Regions from separate parts of the Rattus norvegicus genome. Here region 1 is linked to region 2. A link is a contact called in public Hi-C data. All regions are on one chromosome and are shown on one strand. The core of a region is the stretch at or near the end of the contact, and the rest is flanking DNA. Distances in the headings are between cores, read along the strand shown.

What was found. Hi-C and Micro-C count contacts between places; a contact is called where the count stands out from the background.
Region 1: a contact with region 2 is called in a Hi-C map of hepatocytes, with 1.8 times the contacts expected there. The contact joins the enhancer-like site here to the promoter of Kif13b in region 2. A contact is called at or near these places in 3 of 12 Hi-C or Micro-C datasets (hepatocytes, kidney and liver).

Annotation. Positions count from the first base shown.
Region 1 is chr15:43,155,789-43,158,706 of GRCr8, reverse strand. Kif13b (kinesin family member 13B) reads right to left here. Exons shown (of 40, transcript NM_001412036.1): 8 at 2,340-2,474; 9 at 48-160. Among named protein-coding and RNA genes, the nearest start is that of Kif13b, 73 kb to the right of the region's middle. Within about 2 kb of position 1,651, at least 26 of the 93 cell types and tissues checked have an H3K27ac peak or open chromatin away from gene starts, as enhancers often do. A contact at or near this core is called in hepatocytes and liver, where this site is marked.
Region 2 is chr15:43,082,710-43,085,775 of GRCr8, reverse strand. It overlaps Kif13b (kinesin family member 13B), which reads right to left and starts at 1,717. Exons shown (of 40, transcript NM_001412036.1): 1 at 1,602-1,717. The coding sequence starts at 1,656.

The sequences.
Region 1 (2,918 bases), core at 402-2,901, 73 kb before region 2:
TATCAGCCCCATAAAGCAATTCAAGAATGTGATTCTGGAAAGCTTACTTGTTGATGTTGCTGCCCTCCTTCAGCCTGTCGCCCGCAGCTCCAGTTTTCGTGGCTCGTTCACTGCCAGCTAAATCCACTAAGCTCAGCTTGCCCACTTTCTCTCCAGATGTCTGCAGAGAAAATCAACACATGCTAGCAAACAGCTAATGAACGCTGAAAACAGGCTGACTCCCTCAAATGGCTTATTGTCTCCGGCCTTAACTCAAGCTATCTGTCATTACTGCAAAATTATTTTGTGCTGGTACTAAACACTGCAGAAAACCACCACCTAGCACAAAACTTATACAATTTGCTAACCCAGTAGTGAGAAACAAGGAAGTTGATGACCTCAGGAAAAAATGCTATAAAATGGGACATTTTGGAGAGATTGATATAATTTTCAGAGATATAAACAAAATTGCTTATAAGATCAAAAGTTTAATGATTTAAAACTGTGTTTAAAATTTCACAAATATTAGCCTGAGACAAAATACTTACATTTTTGGCCAATATTAAAAATAAAAACAAACAATCTGACTTTTGTGTAACAAATTTGTTCTAGAAGTCAAAAATATTTTCTAAACATTTTCATCTTATTTAAATGATCCGCTTAACTTTTTAACATCAGCTATGGTTTTTGACAATGATGTTTTCTTTCACCAGATCAGAAATGTGACATACTTTATGGTTTACCTCATCAGCAAAACAGAACCACAAGAAAGCGATATCAGAGTCTACGGATTCAACCACTGTGGAAACTTCCCTTTAAAATCTGTGTTATCTGGCTGGGAAAGTGGCTCTTGACAGAATATTTATCTGACAAGCAGAAGGCCCGGGGTTCTGCACTCAGCACAGCAAAAAATACATTTATAGATTTTCATAAACATTACAAAGGGATATTCTGTTTCCCAAATAAAAAATACTTCTGATTTAAGAAAAAGAAGGTTGGGGATGGAGAGACAGTTCAGCGATTAATAGCACTGGCTGCTCTTCCAGAGGTCCTAAGTTCAATTCCCAGCAACCACAGGGTGGGTCACAATCATCTGTAATGGCATCCGTTGCCCTCTTCTGGTGTGCATGAAGAGTGCTATAGTGTACTCACATACATTAAAGAAGAAATAATAATAATAATAATAATAATAATAATAATAATAATAGAAAAGAAAGTATTCAGTATGGTATTTATTTAGCTTTGATTTACTCTAAAAAGGAAATCAAAGACAGAGAACGTTTTGTTTTTAACATTGATCTTGATGTAGAAGAAAAATGATTTTTCAGCAAAGGAGAAAGAAGCCTGCCAGCATAGAGTAGCTTGCCAGGTTACTTTGGCCTCTCATATTTGAGACTGAGGTCCTGAGAGATGGATACCAGAAATCAATCTTCACAAGGAGAGCGAGCACGTGAGTTACTTAGCAAAATGTTCAACATGCCAGAGGCCTCGGCAGCTTCTCAAGGGTCCAACCAAATGCTCAAAATGCACCCTTCACATTCAATGATTTTACAGCACTCTTCCCCAATGCAAGTTGCTCCCTGACCTCCTGGCTGTTTAGCAGCAGGTGTACCGGCAAAGGTGCCTCAGCTGAAACCAGCCATCGGGGTGTAAAGTGCAAGCTGCTGTAGCTGGGCCAGGTCAGCGGCTTGTGTAATTCAGCCTCGCTGTCCTCTTGCTGGAGAGGGTGGGAACCATGCTTAGTCCAAGACGCCCTTCAGCCAGGCCGCAGGATATGACTAAAGTTCCTTCAGACCCTCTTGCTAAAGACTGGAAAGCAGAAGTTAAGCATCTTCCTTGGCCTTTTCTCTGCCATCAGGGAAGTCATGAAATCTAAGGTTTTCCAGAATATTCTACAACTTCCGGGTGCTAAGAGAATTGCTGACAGAAGCAATTTCTTATTCTTGATTAAAGTTCTGTGTGTCCCTTGTGGTTTTAAGTATGACTCCTAGAGTTGCTGTAGACCCCAGCCCTCTTGGAGTATTCCAACAGCGCTACAGTACAGCAGCTTCTGTTCTTGTCAGGACCTTCTGTCCTGAGTCCTGACCAAACGTCTGGATCAGGCCTTCAGTCTAGCTAGCAAAGAAAACAGGCTAAACCAGAGATTCTCAACCTGTGGGTCACAACCTCTTTGGGGATCACATCAAATATTTACATTATAATTTATCACAGTAGCAAAATTACCGTTATGAAGTAACAACAACAAAAAAAATATTATGGTTGGGGGTCACCACAACATGAAGAACTGTATTAAAGGTTTGCAGTATCAGAAAGGTTAAGAGCCACTGGACTAAACTGTGATCATGTCAGAAGTTACTCACCCCAGACTTCACATCATACAGAGTATGTGTCAGGGTAATTTTGAAGACTGCATGGGAACGGCTACTTTCTTCATTCATGTTGGTTGCAGCAACTGTCCGAGACTTGTTGCCCTCAGACATCAGAGACTCTATATCCTAAGTGGAAAAAGGTCATAGGCACTTACTTATTATTTGTGAATAAGCATGACCACTCTTCCCACATTATCACAAGCACCCAGGTTTTTACAGGTTACATTTTGTTTTTCCACAAGAATACAAGAGCCCATACTATTTTCAAGGGCCAACTAAAGGGCTTTACTCACTGCAGACACAGAAGCACATGGCAGCTTTGACACACAGAAGTTTAGAAGCTAGACACCCTCAACTCACAGATAGGATCTTACCAGGTACCCCAGACTAGCCTTACATGTATTATGTAGCCCAGGATGGCCTCAATTTTGTGATCTCCCTGCCTCTGCTTCCACAGTACTATATTACAGGTGTGCCATGCACAGCATTAGAAACAATACTATTGAGTGACATATGAGGGCCAAAAAAATGCATGCAATTGTAAAAGTAATATAAGCTTATTACCAAAAC
Region 2 (3,066 bases), core at 468-2,967:
GTGAATGCCTTTAATACCAGCACTAAAGATCTGGGCAGAGGCAGGTGGATTTCTGTGAATTTGAGGCCAGCCTGGTCTACATGCTGAGTTCCAGGGCAGCCAGGGCTATGTAGGGAGACCCAGTCTCAAAAAAAAAAAAAAGGAAGGAGAGAAGGAGAGAAGAAGGAAGACAATGTTCAATGTAAGGAACAGCTAACATGTACTCTATAGCTAAAATCATTCAATGAATGTCTCGAAACTCTGAGCATAGTAACAGCCACTGTTAAGAATTACAAGCATAGCAAATTAAAGGCAGTAGCTTCCTCCCAGTGAGAGAAAACAAGGAAGAGTTGGGCTCTAACTATCTGTGCCAAGCCCTGCTGTGGTGGCTGGCTAGAGGCCTCCTTCAGCACTGACATTTCCAAGTATTTTGCAAAAAGGAAATTTTAAGAATGTGCTGAACCCATCCTTTCCGAATCAGTCCCAGATAAGTCGGATTTCACTTGGCTGTTCTCTTTTGTTTTTTAATCGCAGTAATGATCACAATGAGCTTGAAGTGATCCAAAATAAAGATGTCTGGACACTCGAAAATGGAAGAGTTGAAAACTTTCGGACTTCTAAGATACTCACTCTGTTTTGTGATAACCTGGATGCAAGGAGGCAATTAGCTGAGAGCTTAAAAAGTTAAGTCTTCAGGGAAAAACATGCCTCATAGACTTAAGCACGTTCAGGTAGGCAAACCAACGCCAAGAAAACAGAGAAACCAGCTTTCCCACAGAACAACCAACCAGAAAAATCTTTTGTCAACTGTCCCACCTGTTTACCTCCATATATACGCCAAAGGGCAGGGAAACAGAAAAACTATTTCCTACACACTTGACTTTAAACACAGTAAAACAAACTAGAAACCCTAGAAAACAATTCTAGCTAGTCAGTAGTCTAAATCAACTAACTGCAATTCCATCCCCTGGGAGCCCAGCAGCACCTCAATAACAAGACTTGTATATAAAGTGTTTTCAAACACATCACCTCATTTTAAGTATCCTACACAGTCACCCTCTGGTGAAGCTGCAAAGGCAAAAACCAGCTACTCTCCGGACACAAGTTGGGCTTCAGTCCTTCCAACTTGGAGAGATGATTTACGTGTCCTGAGTTTATCTACTTTCTCTACCCTCCCTACAGACTTCAGAGCATGTCTGAAAGATACAATTTCCCAAGAATCTTGGCACCGAGACTATTTATTGTTGAGATGACTATCACTTCAAGAAAAAGAAAAAAAGAAAGAAAGAAAGCTAGCTCTCGATAATCATAAACCAGAAAGAATTAGGAAGGCACGTCCTTCCTTTTCTGCAAACAGCAACAAGGTGCAGGTTCAAGGAATGGAACGTGGAAAATCGAAAAGTAGGGCTGTCCGCCCTAAGAGCTGCGTGTACAGGAGGCTGTGAGGCCGGAGCTGCCCCAGGCCTGCCGAGCTCGGTGACAGCTGGCGGGGCGGAGGGCTGAGGGCCCGACCGCGCCGTCGAGGGCGCACGCGCGCTGAGGGGAGCCCGCCGAGACCCCCGGGACGCCAAGGCTCTACCACTACAGGCACCTGTCGCCCCCGGCCCGGGACAAGTTCTCACCTCGTCGGTTCATTGGCCGGACCCGTACCGCCACTTTCACTTTGGAGTCGCCCATCGTGCTGCCGCCGGGGTTCTTACTGCACCTCCGTTTACCACGGCCACCGGACAAACTCTCCGAGGCCAACCCGGCGGGCGGGGGCTGTGGGGAAAGGGGGCGGGACCGACGAGGGGCGAGGACCGGTGCGCCCCGGGGCATGCCGGGATTTGAAGTTCTCACAAGGCCGGCCGAGGCGCTGGCGGGAAAATAGGCGCGTCGCTCTCTGGAACTTGTAGTCATCTGTCGCCGTTTTAATAACTGTGCTGCCGTTCAGGCACTTCCCTCTCCCTTCCTTTCCTTCTCTTACTTTACTTCTTCCTCTTTCTTTTCTTTCTTCCTTCCTATCTTCCTTTTTTTTGTCTTTGGAGAGTTTTCTAGAGATTAAAATTAGGGTTTATGAATGTCAGGCAAGCGCTCTACACAGCGTGAACAAGAGCTGACCCTTCATCTGAAAACCTTCTCTTGTTTTTTTTTTTTTTTTAAACCTCTGGGTTCGATCCTTGGATGATTTTCTCCGACTGACTTGTCCCCCTCTGTTTCTTTGCTGACCTTTCCTTCAGGATAAATAGATGCATTCAACCTTGACCACAGCCTCTGCATTCTCTGAGTCATAACGTTGGGTTATGGAAACAAACTTAACTCAAATCCCACTCATTTGCCAACCTGTGATCATGGTTAAGTTATTTGGTGGCTCAAATTTCATCTTTTTTAATGTGTAAAATGGAGACAAGAACTAGGCAAATTTCAAAACCTGTGTCACCCAACCTGCAGTGAAAACCCCTGGTATGTTTATCGTGTGAGTCAATGAAATCAACCTATAAATACTGTTTATCAGCCTTAGAGACTGCTGGTTGGCGGTTTGTGTGCCAAGACTGTCCTGCAAACATGTTCTGTTTAGCTAACACAAAAGTCAGATTTGGGGGTGCATTAATGACCCTTACTATGTTAGAAACACTAGGTCAGACGTGAATGGCACTGGACATACTGTAATCCCAGAACTCAGCAACTAAAGGAGTAAGATTGCCATAAACTGGGGGCTGGAGAGATGGTTCAGCGGTTAAGAGCACTGACTGCTCTTCCAGAGGTCCTAAGTTCAATTCCCAGCAACCACATGGTGGCTCACAACCATCTGTAATGGGATGCTCTCTTCTGAAGTGTCTGAAGAGAACTACAATGTACTAACATATAAATAAAATAAATAAATCTTTAAAAAAATAAAAAGATTGCCATAAACTGAACCAACTCGTTGGGGATTTAGCTCAGCGGTAGAGTGCTTGCCTAGCAAGCGCAAGGCTCTGGGTTCGGTCCCCAGCTCCGGAAAAAAAAAAAAAAAAAAAAAAACTGAACCAACTCTAGGCTACAAACTCCTGCCTCAGCCTCCCAACTACTGGGACTACAGATGTGAGCTGGGAGCTTTCAATGCCCAGC